Regions from separate parts of the Mus musculus genome. Here all the other regions are linked to region 1. The links are chromatin contacts, called in public promoter capture Hi-C maps. All regions are on one chromosome and are shown on one strand. The core of a region is the stretch at or near the end of the contact, and the rest is flanking DNA. Distances in the headings are between cores, read along the strand shown.

What was found. Promoter capture Hi-C pulls out the DNA fragments that hold promoters and counts their contacts.
Region 2: a contact with region 1 is called in a promoter capture Hi-C map of liver, with 6 times the contacts expected there. The contact joins the promoter of Cpne9 here to the promoter of Rad18 in region 1. A contact is called at or near these places in 17 of 39 promoter capture datasets (the 3T3-L1 cell line, 3T3-L1-derived adipocytes, the C10 cell line and 12 more), 3 of 484 Hi-C or Micro-C datasets (brain, cerebral cortex and cortical neurons), 1 of 115 datasets of contacts at active chromatin or transcription factors (the 230-238 cell line) and 1 of 9 other capture datasets (embryonic stem cells).
Region 3: a promoter capture Hi-C map of the HPC-7 cell line shows a contact between it and region 1, with 3 times the contacts expected there. The contact joins the promoter of Il17re here to the promoter of Rad18 in region 1. A contact is called at or near these places in 9 of 39 promoter capture datasets (the 3T3-L1 cell line, the HPC-7 cell line, cranial neural crest and 5 more), 1 of 484 Hi-C or Micro-C datasets (CD4 T cells) and 2 of 115 datasets of contacts at active chromatin or transcription factors (astrocytes and memory CD8 T cells).
Region 4: a promoter capture Hi-C map of the HPC-7 cell line shows a contact between it and region 1, with 5 times the contacts expected there. The contact joins the promoter of Camk1 here to the promoter of Rad18 in region 1. A contact is called at or near these places in 11 of 39 promoter capture datasets (the 3T3-L1 cell line, 3T3-L1-derived adipocytes, the HPC-7 cell line and 6 more), 1 of 484 Hi-C or Micro-C datasets (CD4 T cells) and 2 of 115 datasets of contacts at active chromatin or transcription factors (microglia and pancreatic cancer cells).
Region 5: a contact with region 1 is called in a promoter capture Hi-C map of pre-B cells, with 9 times the contacts expected there. The contact joins the promoter of Ogg1 here to the promoter of Rad18 in region 1. A contact is called at or near these places in 18 of 39 promoter capture datasets (the 3T3-L1 cell line, 3T3-L1-derived adipocytes, the C10 cell line and 13 more), 5 of 484 Hi-C or Micro-C datasets (CD4 T cells, cerebral cortex, cortical neurons and 2 more), 5 of 115 datasets of contacts at active chromatin or transcription factors (astrocytes, extraembryonic endoderm stem cells, fibro-adipogenic progenitors and 2 more) and 1 of 9 other capture datasets (adipose tissue).

What each region holds. Positions count from the first base shown.
Region 1 is chr6:112,695,292-112,697,991 of GRCm38.p6, reverse strand. Rad18 (RAD18 E3 ubiquitin protein ligase) reads left to right here and starts at 1,322. Exons shown (of 12, transcript NM_021385.2): 1 at 1,322-1,448. The coding sequence starts at 1,398. Gm35824 (a long non-coding RNA gene) reads right to left here and starts at 1,324. Exons shown (of 2, transcript XR_377964.4): 1 at 1-1,324.
Region 2 is chr6:113,280,880-113,283,579 of GRCm38.p6, reverse strand. It overlaps Cpne9 (copine family member IX), which reads right to left and starts at 1,273. Exons shown (of 21, transcript NM_170673.3): 1 at 1,039-1,273; 2 at 493-533; 3 at 338-384; 4 at 127-230. The coding sequence starts at 1,106. It overlaps Mtmr14 (myotubularin related protein 14), which reads right to left. Exons shown (of 19, transcript NM_026849.2): 19 at 2,188-2,700.
Region 3 is chr6:113,457,330-113,460,029 of GRCm38.p6, reverse strand. Il17re (interleukin 17 receptor E) reads right to left here and starts at 1,259. Exons shown (of 15, transcript NM_145826.6): 1 at 1,004-1,259; 2 at 655-670. The coding sequence starts at 1,135.
Region 4 is chr6:113,342,506-113,345,205 of GRCm38.p6, reverse strand. Camk1 (calcium/calmodulin-dependent protein kinase I) reads left to right here and starts at 1,284. Exons shown (of 12, transcript NM_133926.2): 1 at 1,284-1,370.
Region 5 is chr6:113,325,667-113,328,366 of GRCm38.p6, reverse strand. It overlaps Ogg1 (8-oxoguanine DNA-glycosylase 1), which reads right to left and starts at 1,391. Exons shown (of 7, transcript NM_010957.4): 1 at 1,005-1,391; 2 at 1-2. The coding sequence starts at 1,141.

The DNA.
Region 1 (2,700 bases), core at 73-2,572:
AACATCCTGAGTTCAAGCCCTGCTTCTACTTAGCTGCAGAATGCTCTGCACCAATTACCCATTTTTCTTTCCTTTGAATAATGAGTAAACCAAGTAAGTGCATGATGCAAAAACAAAACAAAACAAAACAACCCAAAGCCACAGGAGTGCTTTGAATACAGGTGGTCTAATATGTGTTAGCTATTACTGTAATAAGTAAACTATCACCTAAATGTTGTTTGTGTTGGTGTTGCACAGTTCATCTGTGACTGTAGGCTAGGAAAAATTAATTGGCTCAGATTACAGGGATTATTTTATGATAAAAACTCAAAAGAATGAATTCCTAACCTGCTGGGTTTTAGTCTTCACACCTGTAAAGTGTCTGTAACAGCCACATCTCTCCCCCTACTTTCCAGGAGAGCTCACATGCCTGGTCCATTGTAAGTCTTCAAAACATACATGTTGAATCGGTGAATGTGTGGGCCACCGGGGTATCAGTGATACCGCAAGCTTCGGGATTCTGTCTTGCGAGTCATCTGGACCAACTTGTGGCCCCTGAGACCTAGTACAGCGGAGGCCCACAGAAGGCAGAAGATGAGTGCTGAACTGAGTAGCCAGGCTGGCTGTGTGTTGGTCAGCGTTCCACATCCAGATAATGGAGCTCTGGTTAAATGAGCCTAAAAGGAACCTTTCTGGAGACAGGTCCGGGAGATAAGGCGTCACCTGGGAGATGGAAGAGGGTGAGGAGCCTCTCAAGTAGATGGAGTAATTTGATAAAAAAGAATGTGGGTTCCTGTTAAACTGATTTAATAACACTCTTTGCTAACACTGGTCCTTTTATACATGGGGACTATCTGAGAACTAAGTGCCAATATTAGCCGTGGTTACCTTTGAAGAACAGAGGCTCTATGTGGCTCTCGTGGATGCTTACAGAAAGAGGAGTTGAGACAGAAGTGTAACTTTAGATATTTTCAAGGAGCAAGACAGATCTCTAAAGCAACCAGAGATTACTACCTGAAGAGGGAAGACCTGAGCCTAGATCTTGAACTCTCTACCAAGGCTTAGGCTTCATTTGGTTTCTTTTTCCTAATATTCAATCACCTTCCGGAATCTTTTGTTTATTCATTTTATAAGACAGATTAAAGCTGCTTTTAATCTTTCACTTATCTTCTTGTCTCTCGGGATCCAAGAGGTCCAAACGCCTGCATCGCTCCAGGCTACGCCCTGGAATGTCTCACTTTTTCCCCTTCGGTCTTCCGAAGCCGCTAACGTCCAACGCACAAGAACTACAGCTCCCAGCATGCCGTGCGCTCGCCGCGAGCGCGCCGCACGTAGCTGACGTACGGTGTAGCGCGGGGAATTTCGAGTAGAGGAGCTGCGTGGCGGGCCGGTAGCTGGCGGTCTCATCAGGTGCGGCCATGGAGGTCCTGGCCGAGCCGCGATGGCCTCCGGGGTTGGCGGTGATGAAGGTGAGTGTCGGGGGAAGGCCGGGGCGCGGACGTCGTCGGTGCGAACAGGCACCCCGGTCCGCGCGCCGCCGCCTCGGCCCTAACCTGGCCTCGCGACGCCGGTCCTCAGTTTCCAACCCCCGAGACGGTCCGGGAACGCGCCGCGGCCCTGCGCAGTCAGCCTTAGGTCGCCGCCCTAACGAACCGGATGTTTTGGGTTTCTGTCACTATCACCGCGTCTCCCCGTAAAGTAGTGTCAACGATGGTGACATCACATCCTACGAGGACTCCTGTGTTAACAGTGACACCACTCGTGATTTGTGTGGACGTTGCATCGGATGACATTTTATAATCAAGCAGTATAGCAGAGGGTCCGCTTATCATGGTTTTCCATTTCTGGCTGTGGTCCAGAAGTCCTCCACGTTCTTAACACACTGCATCCGGCTTCCCTGCCTAATGTGCCCTCCATGACTCAATAATGACGCATCTCTCTTTATTTAACTTTTATTTATTTTATTAATTTAGGAGACGAGGTCATACCCTGTAGCCCCTGGCTCACATCTTTTTAAAAGAGAGACCAGGACCTAGACCCAGCGCTTAGCCTTTCCTTTTAAGGAATTATTGCATACTGAATTATCTCCCTTAAATAACATTTAGTAGGATGTGTTGTTTGTTTGTTTGATTGTTTTTGAGACAGGGTTTCTTTGTGTAGCCTTGCTCTTGTAGGACCAGGCTGGCCTTGAACTCAGCGAGATCTGCTTGTCTGCCTCTGCCTCCCAAGTGCTGGGATTAAAGATGTGTGCCACCTCTGCCCATCCGGTGGATGTTTTTTGTTTTGATGTTTGTTTTCTACCAAGATTGGGTAGCCCTCCTGCCTCTGTCTGCTGAGTGCAGCAGGCTTACGTTGTATCTGTTATAACCTAGACGGTTTCCCTATGACAGTTGGTTATTCTTTGCTTTTATAATTGTTGTTTTTTGAGACAGGGGTTTTTTTGGATATCCTTGGCTGTCCCGTAACTAGCTCTGTCCTCTGAGTGCAGGCTTTTTCCTTCTGTTCTTACAAACAATGCATCTATTACAACCTGAACATTTCCCTTCCACAACTGATTATTGTTTGTTTTATTTTGTGTGTGTGTGTTGTTTTTTGAGACAGGCCTCCTTTGTTGAATCCCTGCCTATCCCAGAACTAGCTCTGTAGACCAGGCTAGCCTAGAACTCACAGACCTCAATGCCTCTGCCTTCCAAGTGCTGGGATTAAAGGCATGTGCCACCA
Region 2 (2,700 bases), core at 24-2,523, 590 kb before region 1:
TAGGGGGAGGAGCCAGGTAGCAAGGTGAAGTGGGGGCGAGACCAGGCAGAATTCTGGCTGATCCAGGTTGGGGGGTGGTGGTGGAGGGGGGTGGAGGGTAAGACAGGATTCTAGGAGGAGCCTCACACATCGAAGCGGAGATTTTGCTTTTCCTCAAAGAAATAGTCGAGAACGAATTTGCGCACGAAGTCTGGATTCAGTGTGTTGTCAATCACCTCGGTTCGTCCGAACTGGGCAGCAGGGAGGGGTGGGAGGACGGAGCATGAACGCAAGGCGTGCAGTCGGGCTAGAGGTTCCCGGGAGCGGCCCTGAGCTGGGCTGGGGCTCGGGGACTCACCTCCCGCCACTCCTGGCTGGCCCGGCTCTGCGTGTGAAGCACCACCACTGCGGGTGAGGGCAGGGGAGGGGAGCTCGTCAGGTCGGCCCGCACCCCTCACCGCCCCACCCGCTCCTACACCCCGGGTTCCTCCTCCAGGCCCTGGAGCTGCTTACTGGGGTCCGACTTGGAGAATGTATCCAGGTCTAGCAGATTCCTAGAGAAAAGCATCAAACAGATGGACAGAGGGCTAGCTCATTCTGGCGCTCACCACCTTGACACAGTCCTGAACTGACTGGGCACCTGGAGGAGACGTGGGGTGCAAATTGTATTCCCTCCTTATTACTATTCCCAGTGACTGTTGGGGTCCACACTGCCAACATTCAGGACAACATCAGACATCTCTGACAAATGGCTCTATATGTGCCCGCACTGTCTCCAAGGGTCCAGGACTACGGCTCGCCCCAGAACTTTGGTCCCTTGTGGCCCAGCTCTTCAGCGATTCCCATAGCCCACCTTTTGAGCCGGTAGGCTTGGGTGGGGCTGCCCAGGGAGACCCCCTTTTTCATCCTGCCAGTGACTCCAGCCTTCAGCCTCAGTTCTCTGTTGCTCGCTCCTGGTCGTCCCCTCTGTGGTCTAGCCCCCTGCCCACACTGAACCCGCAGCTGCGGTAGGCTGGGGAATTGCCAGTACTTAAACCCTCCCCAGCGCGGCCCGCTCACCGGCACGACACAGTAATTTCAATCTTGGTGGCCGGGACGCTACGCTCCGAGGCTCCGCTGAGAGACATGACTGGTCCAATGGCCAAAGCCGCGTAGGGGCTGCGAGACCCCGGGTGCCGAAGCTAGGGGCGGTGGCGAGGCCGGCCCATGTGCGGAGGCAGCGGCTCTCTCCAGCCTTGTGTGCGCTCCGCTGCTCGCGCCCTGACAGTGGCCACCAGCAGCAGCGGCTCCAGATGGCAGCACAGCCCCGCCCGGCCCTGCAGGCGGCCCCCGCCCCATTGGAGCAGCCTGGAGCTAGTCGGGGAAACTCACTCAAACCCCAACTCTGGCCCACACATCCTCTGGAAACACCAGAGCAATGAAAACCTTAGAACTATCCATGGTCCTGAAATATTGGGCTGGCAGGTGGGAGTTGGTAGCCAATTCTGAGCAGCGCTCATCTTTCCCGACCCATCTTGATCTCTGGATATGAAGTTACATTTCCCCCTTAATATTTGTGTGGCCTTGAGCAAGTTACTCAATATTAGTGGTTATGGCCCTAGTGGCAGCTACTGGCATACTTTAAGATAGGCTTAGTGACCTCTGGGTATTCACATTGATGGCCTATTAGGTCAGGGCTCTGGGGAACAGTTCATTGGCACAGCACCTGGTCTACTATATGCAAAGGCCTAGGGCCCATCCTCAGTACAGGGTGCGAGAGGAGGATCAATGAATGGTGAAGAGCTCTGAATCAAGCAGCCCCCTCCCTGTGCCGTGTCCACTGCTGCCTCCACAGCCCAGAAGCCTGCCCCTCTATTGGCTCAGGTCTCCTATCCCAGAGCACTGTCGCTTCAGGGTTTAACTAAAGATGAAAGCCGCCGGGCGTGGTGTTGCACGCCTTTAATCCCAGCACTTGGGAGGCAGAGGCAGGCGGATTTCTGAGATTGAGGCCAGCCTGATCTACAGAGTGAGTTCCAGGACAGCCAGGGCTACACAGAGAAACCCTTCTCGAAGAAAAAAAAAGCAAGCCAGTGAGGATATGCAGAACTTGCACAGAACAGGTAGTTGTGGTCGAACCCACTCAGCTGCTGACCTCTCCTTCCAACCCAGTCTCACGGGTTTATATGCCACTCCTCGTGGCTTACGCTGACTGATGGGGACTGAGAATTTGACTTGGTGGTAGAGCATTTATTTGCTTATAAACACAAGCCCGGGTTTCTTTCCCCAGCAAAGAAGGAACAGAGATAAATCCTACTTCGTAACTCCCCCAAACTCCAACCCTTCATTCAGCACGAGGCCAGGCAGTGAAGATTCCGAGCAGCTCAACGACGGTCACAACCGGATGAAATGCTAATGAAAAGCCATTCAAAAAACTTGCTTTTATTTTGTGATTAGTGTGAAATTGCCTCATTTTCAGTGCAGGTGATTCTCCTTCCCAGGAAACAAAAATTGCAGAATGGGGTTTTGCTGACATTATAATCTCCATGAGGCCCTGGGAACGCCCCTGTACCCTCCAACACAATTCTGAGAGTTGACAGTAATCTGAACACCAGGGTCAGTGGAAGGCAGTGAGTGGCGAGAGTGGTCACCAGTCAGGAGGTTGGGAGGTAGAAAGTCCCATCCTCAGGCCTGCTCAGGTTTGGGGCTGCCATGTGTGCAACAGAGAAGGGGGATGGGAAATTT
Region 3 (2,700 bases), core at 10-2,509, 760 kb before region 1:
GAGACACATGGCTGTAAGCCCATTGCTTAGGCTGAGACAGGAGGATTAAAGGATGGAAGCTTTGGTATTACATAGTGAGACCCTGTCTCAAAACAAAAACAAAAAGAGAAACAGTTGGGTCTAAGGAGGTCCCTCTTACCTCCTTCCAACTGAATTTAGGGCTGAGCTTTGATAAATCTTTTGAGTATGATCTTGAGAAAGTTATTAGACCCAGGTGCCAGACTGCTCATTCATCAAGAGTCTTAAGTAATGCAATGCATCTGGGAAAGCTTGGTAAAGTTGAATGTATCATAAAGTATAAAAGAGTATTGTTCCTGATAGAGTGAGGGGCCAGTGATAGGAAGAGCCACTTGGGTGGATGCCTGGAGATTAACCATGTTGCTCATTTTATCTTCCCCATTGGCAGGAAGCAACACGGCCCTCATCTTCTAGTCATTTCTCCTCCACTCTGGTGCTCAGAAGCCAAGGTCAGATAGAGGAGTGAAGAGCTCTGCCTAAGGATTTATAGAATCTGAGGAATCTAGACTAGTCCTGCACTTTCTTACTGATAGCAGACTCCTTGGGTTGGGAACCAAAACTGCCAAGGATGGCTCTCTGGGTCCTGGACCACTGGGGAGCCCAGGGAAGAGGAGCAGGACAGGAAATAAGACTTACCAGCAAAACGTTTATCCTGAAGATACAGGGCCCAGAAGGGAAAAGAAAGGAGAGAGGAGTCATTAGAAGGGAGTCGCATAAGGTGCATTCTCCCTGCACTCTGCATCCAACCATCTGGGTCTGAGACCCTCAGCTCAGTCCATCCATCCAGCTGTTTTTCTCTCAGTCCCACCCTGCCTAGGACCTCTGCTCACCAGAACCTTAGCCATCCCTTCAAGACCACATAGAGGACACACTGAGGCTGCCACTAAGAGCCCAGGATTTCAGAGGTAGGAAAGGGCAGGCAAGAGAAAGAGGGGTTCTAGTCTGTGCCAAGCAAGTGCCCCTTCACTTGGCAGCAGGACCTTACCACACGGTAGGCCAGGAGACAGTGGCTGGTCCAACTCCGCAGGCAGGGGCAGGCAACCCGAGCAGACACAGCGAGGCCGATGAGCAGTAGCGGGAGAGACAGGAGCAAGGCTGCCAGTCTGGGGCTCCCCATGAGCTTCTGTAGGATCCGGGCGCAGAGACCATGTCTTTCCTGTCTGCAAGAGGGCAGCAGGGCCTGGCCCTGGAGCTGTGAGAAGCACACAGTACCAGCAGGCGCTCTCACCTAACCCTGCCCTAGATCCACCCTGCCCCGAAGCTCCTCCTTGATCCTAACCAGCAGGCTTGGTCACATTCCTTCTCCTGAGCCAGGGCACTGAGGAACACTTGCTTGCTCTGTAAAAAGCCTTACTGCCCTGGAGTCACAGGAGGCTCTTGGTGTGGCACAGTTAACAGGAAAGGGACCTGCACCTTGTTGTGGAGGTGCACCCATTTCTTAACCCCTCCTGCACCTCAAATACTGCCGATCTGACACACATATTACATTAGTATACTCTGCCACAGACAGTTCCACATCCTTCTCTTTGAGAAATGAACAGTTACTCTCCATTTGTCTACGCTGAATGCTGACGATAAAGAAGTGGTTGGGGCATCATTTGCTGAAGTCAAAAATGAGTAAACATTATAAAACACAAATAAGCCTCCTGCGTACCCCACATGCACTTGGGCTCCCCACCCGGCTGTCTTCCCACTAAAGCCCAGCCTTCTCTCTGTGCCCACTAGCCCTTTCCAGCTGTCAAAGTGCTCTCCATCTTTGAAGACCAACTAAATGATACGGCTTGTTCAGGAAGCCCCAGAGCTGACAGCCGAGCTCTGGAGCAGAGGGAGCAGCCCCACGCACTGACCTGGTTTCCTGTGGTTTCCGGTGCAGGAAAAAGGCTGACACGGCTCCAGGCTTTGTGGGGACCCTCCCCATCCCCATCATCTTACAGTTTCCTCTTACCATGGAGCACTTGAGCTGCAGCAGCCCTCTCCTTCCTTGGCAATGCCCGAGGGGAGGAAAGTTCAGGGCATGTCCATGGGGGCCTCTCTCTCTCTCTCTCTCTCTCTCTCTCTCTCTCACACACACACACACACACACACACACACACAAACACACACACACCCTCAGGACAGGGTTTCTCTGTGTAGTTCTGGCTGTCCTGGAACTCACTCTATAGACCAGGCTGGCCTTGAACTTAGAAATCCATCTTTGCCTCCCAAGTGCGGTGTTGGGTCTAAAGGCACACACCACCATTGTCCTCCTTGTCTCTGTTTTAAAATTAAATTTTTTTAAAAACTTAGGTGTGCGTGTGTGTCATGGTGGGCATTTAGGTGGGCAGGTGTGCTTGTCCATGCAGGTTCATGCGGAGGCCAGAGGCTGACACCAGAGGCAGTCCTAAATCTACTGGCTCATATCTGCAGCCTCCAATTTACCTATTACTCTGAAAGTCTCCTCTTGCTTTTGCATTCATGAAATGAATTGGTCCCTGCTTGGTGTCCGACTTGTTTTGAGACAGGACCTGTCACTGAACCTGGCTCTTCGCTTGCGGTTGCAGCGAGGCTGGTGGACTAGCAAGCTCCTGGGACGCACCTGTCTTCTCTACTCAGTGCTGGAGCTACAGCTACATTCTGCCAGGGCCCGGCATTGTGGGTGCTGTGAATCGGAACTCAGGTCTTCATGCTTATGCAGCAAACACT
Region 4 (2,700 bases), core at 35-2,534, 650 kb before region 1:
CCCCCTCCAGCTTCTTACACAGGCTCTGAGTATTTGAACTCAGGTCTTGTCCTTGAGCCGCTCGCCCACTGAACCATCCCCGAATCCTCCTGTTTTGTCTTTTCTTCCTCCTCCCCTTGAAGGAGAACCTCACCACCGGCTTGCTTAGAACATTTCACAATGCACCTATCTCTGCTTCTGAAGTGCTAAGATTGTGTCAGACACCACACCAGCTTGTTTTGAACTAGTGTTCTAAGTACTTGCACACCCACTACACAGAACTCTCAAGAAAACTTAGAGTCAGTCGTTAATAAGTCCATGTCTCAGGGAAGAAACTGAGGCTCAGAAAGGGAGAGCAGAAAGGGAGGTGGTTGACTTCAAAACCTTTCTAGCATCTTAGCTTAGTCTTCTGAGGCCTGACCACTCCAGGACAGAGGAGGGCCAAACTGGGAGAAACAGAGGTTGAACTCAGGAGGGAGAGCTGCCCTAGACAGGCCAGGTTGCGTCCTTTGCCTGGCTCCAGGGCAGACCTACCTCTAATTCCTGCCAGTTGATTCCCCTTCTAGTCTGAGCTCAATTTAGTCCCAAAGAGCCTTGCATAAACCAAGTCGGGTCAGGTCCCTTGGCCCCAAGCCTAGAGCCCCAGGAAGGGATATGCTCCACCCTCCCCACCCTGGCTCCCAGCCACGGTCACATGGCACTTTGGTCCTCTTTGGCTTGCTTCCTTAAGGATCCAGATTTAACTGCATCTCCCCCTTCCACTTCTCTTCCCTAGTCTCTTTGAGCAGTACCTGAAAGTGTGTGGGATAGAAGCCTTAGCTCTGTTTTGCTGGTGTAGGTCCTCAGTTTATCTGCCTATTAAATGGGACCTTACAGCTTTTCATCAGCCCCTTACTAGTCTTCTGAGTCTTGCATAGGTCCAGCTCCTTTTAAATGGAAGGTGAGGAGAGGAGGAGAAGGAGACTAAGAACTCTAAGGCAGGTCCCAGAACTGTTTTGAAAACAATGCCAGGTTCAAGCTGGCCAGCCTCTGGCATCTCATAAATATTGGTTCAAAAATCATCTGCTTCTAACTAAGTGCTGATTTCAAGACCATCTGTGGCTCTCACTTGTCTCCTGCTGACGACCAAAGGGCACATAAGCATGCTATAGGGCCTGTAACAGAACAACTGGGCCCACTTCTCCAGTCCGAGAGTGCTCGTCCCTAGTCCCCAGGTCCTCTGCCGCAGGCTCCTCCTCCATTGACATCAGAGCCGCAGGCGGGCCGAGGGAGCCGAGCCCCAGCCGAGCGCCAGCGACTGAGCAGGCAAACTGACCAGGCACAGACGCGGCGGGAGCTCCGCACCAGCCACCTCGGCCCTCGCAGCCAGCCCCGAGGCGGGGCAGCCGCAGGTACAACTGAGGGTTGCCCCGGCTCTGTGCAGCGGGGCGCTCCAGCCACAAGATACTGAAGCCCAAGGGTGGGAGGGGCGCCTGGCCCCTGGACAGACAGACGGAACAGGGCTGGGCCTTTCTCTCCCACCTCCCGTCCCAGGCCCTTTAGGTGCTAGGTGACCTCCATGGATATTGCCTGGATATCAGAAAAGGGTGGGGAAGGGTCTGTGTGTGTGTGGTGTATGTCCAAGCGCTAGGCCTGACCATGGAAGGGCGTGGGCATTTGGAAGAGTAGATCGGGGAGGGCATGTGAGGGGTTCCCTGAAGCAGGAATGTGCTTCAGTTGTGTAAAGGTATCTGGGAATTCATTTTTGTTGTTGCATATGGTGTTCAAGGATACACACACACTGCTGTCTGGCTTGCGGGGTAGAGTTCAGGGGAGGTTTGGTCTTCCTCTGAGGGGGTTTAGTTAGGCAGATTGTTAAGGCTTGGTTTGCTGTGTAGGGCTCTGGGCTGAGGAGTTGGAGGGCATAGACAGGACTAAGTTGCTATGTCTGGTATGTGGGAACGGATGCCACCTTGTTCGTGTGTGCATGGAATCAGTACTGCAGTGTAGGGTCTGGGTGTTTTGGATGGACAGGTAGGTGTGAGTGGTGTATATGAACGTGTGTTGATGCTGGGCATATGTGCACAACCAGGTGACGTGGTGTGCAGTGTGATGGATCTAGCAGGAAGGTGTCTGGACTCAAGATTCATGTACTGCTGATGTGGAGTGGTGTCTGCTGCAGGGTGTGGAACTGTGAGGGTCATTAGTGCTGGCATCCATGTGGGTTTGACTTTACATGGATTTACCATTGCCTCTTTCATCAGAAAACCTGGGATGCTGGCCAATGCTCTGGGAACAAGGTCCCACTCAAGGAGTGGACTCTCAGTTCTGGTCAGGGTGCCTTCTCTTCATTCTTCCCAAAGGAACCAGGAGGTTGCTTTCCCAGAGCTCTAGGGCATGAGGGGCTCTGTTCTGGCTTCAAACTCAGTTGATTCTGAGATGTTGACTTTTCTGAATGATTCCCCCAGTCTAGTAGTCTCCTACTGGACCAACACATGACACCCTTTGTCCTTAGCAAGCTTAGCTGGGACTCTCTTGGGCAACTCTGGACTCATTCTATCCATCTCCAACCTCAGTTTCCGAGATTTCTCACATGATACATGGGGAGAGAACCCACCCTTTCTTGTAAGATGACACAGAGCTGTCTAGGGAAAGGTCCAAGATAGGTCCCCTCCAGGAGGGGACAGACAGGTGAGATCAGTTTTCCGGCTGCTGGGACACAGACAGGGAGTCAGGAGGGCT
Region 5 (2,700 bases), core at 142-2,641, 630 kb before region 1:
ACCTGGGCACCCCAACAGACAACCCTAGCATCGTTACCCATCTTGAACTCGTTAAGGTCCTTTCTGTTTTACAAATGTCCCACCTGTAAACTGACTAATTAGTTATAAATAAAAGTGGTATGTCTTCTTTCTTTTTCTTTCTTTCTTTTCTTTCTTTTTCCCCGAGACAGGGTTTCTCTGTGTAGCCCTGGCTGACCTGGAACTCACTCTGTAGACCAGGCTGGCCTCAAACTCAGAAATCTGCCTGCCTCTGCCTGCCAAGTGCTGGGATTAAAGGCATGTGCCACCACTGCCCGGCTAGTTTTCTTTCTTTCTTTCTTTTTTAAGATTTATTTATTTATTTATTTATTTATATGTAAGGACACTGTCCCTGTCTTCAGACACACCAGAACAGGGCATCAGATCTCATTATGGATGGTTGTGAGCCACCATATGGTTGCTTGGAATTAAACTCAGGACCTCCAAAAGAGCAGTCAGTGCTCTTAACCACTGAGCCATCTCTCCAGCCGCCCCCCCCCCCCCCCCCGCTAGTTTTCATCTTTTTGTTTGTTTGTTTTTTCGAGACAGGGTTTCTCTGTATAGCCCTGGCTGTCCTGGAACTCACTTTGTAGACCAGGCTGGCCTCAAACTCAGAAATCCACCTGCCTCTGCCTCCCGAGTGCTGGGATTAAAGGCGTGTGCCACCACCCCCGGTGTAGTTTTCATCTTAAAAATAAAAAAGAAGCGGTACTGGGGATTGAACCAAGAGCCAAGTGCGTGAAAAGCAAGCACTCTTATTACTGAGTGCATCCCTCAGCTTCCCCCACTGATTTTTATTGCATGGTCCTCATAATCCTGCACAGTCATCACCTCTACTTCCTAAAGAAGGTTAAAAGGCAAACCACCGGTGCTTAGACTCCAAAATGTACTCTCATCTATTGCTCCCAACATTCTCTGTATCCCGAGTGGGCAGCACTGAGAAGTCAACATCCTAGGGAACAGTCCTCCCAAGTGCAGTCACTCACCGGAAGGACTGTCCAGAAGCTAAAACCAAGTCCAGACGCAGCTCAGAGCGTGGACACGGGATAGAGGCCCAGAGGGCCGGGCTGGAGCTTAGGGTGCGATGTCTCATGCTGCTAGGCAGCCAGGAACGGAATAACATTCGGCTAGCAGCCCCAGCCCATTACGGCACTGTCCAATCAGAACTCGACTTTCCCAAGTCCTAAAGCCTCGCACACAAGTGACCACACACACCGGGAGTGTAGCACCGTGGGTCCTAGCTTATGGGTCCGGTGTAATTTTAATTTGAGTCCCTGTTGAATGAATTTCCCTCTCCTCGTAGGAAAGCCTCTCGCACACCACCAAACCCCTAAACGCCCCACTCCGCTCTCCCGTGCAGCACGCCCCGCCTCTTCCTCCGGACGTGGCCCCGCCCCCAGGACCTCCCGGCGCGCGCCTCCTCCTCCTGCGCAGCCCTCGAGGTTTGGAAAGGCGCGCCAGTATGGTTCTTCCGGGTCCCAGTTTACTCCCACCGGAAGTAGATCCTTGCTCCCGCTTATTTGACCCTAGAGGTAGCCAATCCGAGAAGAAAGTACGAAGCACCAATGAGAACTCGGGAGTGCCGGAGTGGGCGGGCCTGTGAGGTGGGAGCGGTTGGCCTGCTGGCCTCGCTGCTTGGCGATTGGCTGCCAGAGACCCGGCTCTGCCATTTCAGGGCTTTCGGTGCAATCTCAGGGCCTGCCTGCAACTTCTCGTGCTGGCCCGCACTGGAGCCACATCATTGCGGGGCGTAGTGGTACACACCGGTCGTCCCAGAACTCGGTAGGCAGAGGCGGGAGGCACGTTTGAAGCTTAACTAGGCTGGGCTTCATGGCGAGACTCTGTCTCAAGAAATAAACCGAAAGAATCTCATCCTCCCCTGCTCAAGCCTTTCTCCACCGAGCCTCTTCTGAGGCAGTGATTTTTCAGCGCTGTCCCCTCCACGTCTTGTCAGGAGGCCCCGAATGCGCCATCTCGGGCTTCCCAGGCTTCAGAGGCCAGTCTCAGGTTTGCTCGCCCTGGCTACAGCCTGCGGCACAGCTACCCGCTCCAGTCCGAGCGTGGAGAGATGGGCTTTCTTTGGAGTTCACTCCGTCCAAATGCCAGTGTGTGGCTCTAGGCAGCCTAAGGGACCAACACAACCAGCACCAGCCACCTTGTTCCAAAAAGGACTATATCATTTATAATTTTTTAAGACAAAAAAAGAATGCTTAGGCTAAGAAATATGAACTTCAGCCGGGCAGTTATGGCGCATGACTTTAATCCCAGCACTTTGGGAGGCAGAGGCAGGCAGATTTCTGAGTTTGAGGCCAGCCTGGTCTACAGAGTGAGTTCTAGGACAGCCAGGGCAACACAGAGAAACCCTGTCTCCAAAAACAAACAAAAAAAGAAAAGAAAAAAAGAAAGAAAGAAACATGAACTTCGGACACTAGTTTGACACACTAGGGCATTTTCCATCAAGCAGAGAAATTTTCGGGTTGTGCCTAAATTATTGGACTACAGACTCAAGGGCAGGGCTGGATGCTGATTAGTGTGTGTGTGTGTGTGTCTACAGAAAGGCACAGCACACCTGCTAGAACACTATTAACCAACATCAAACAAACTGGGTCTTTTGTCTCAGTTTCATTAAGCAGTAGCTGTAAGGCTCTCAGCATCCATGTTTTACTGTGATTACCTCATCTA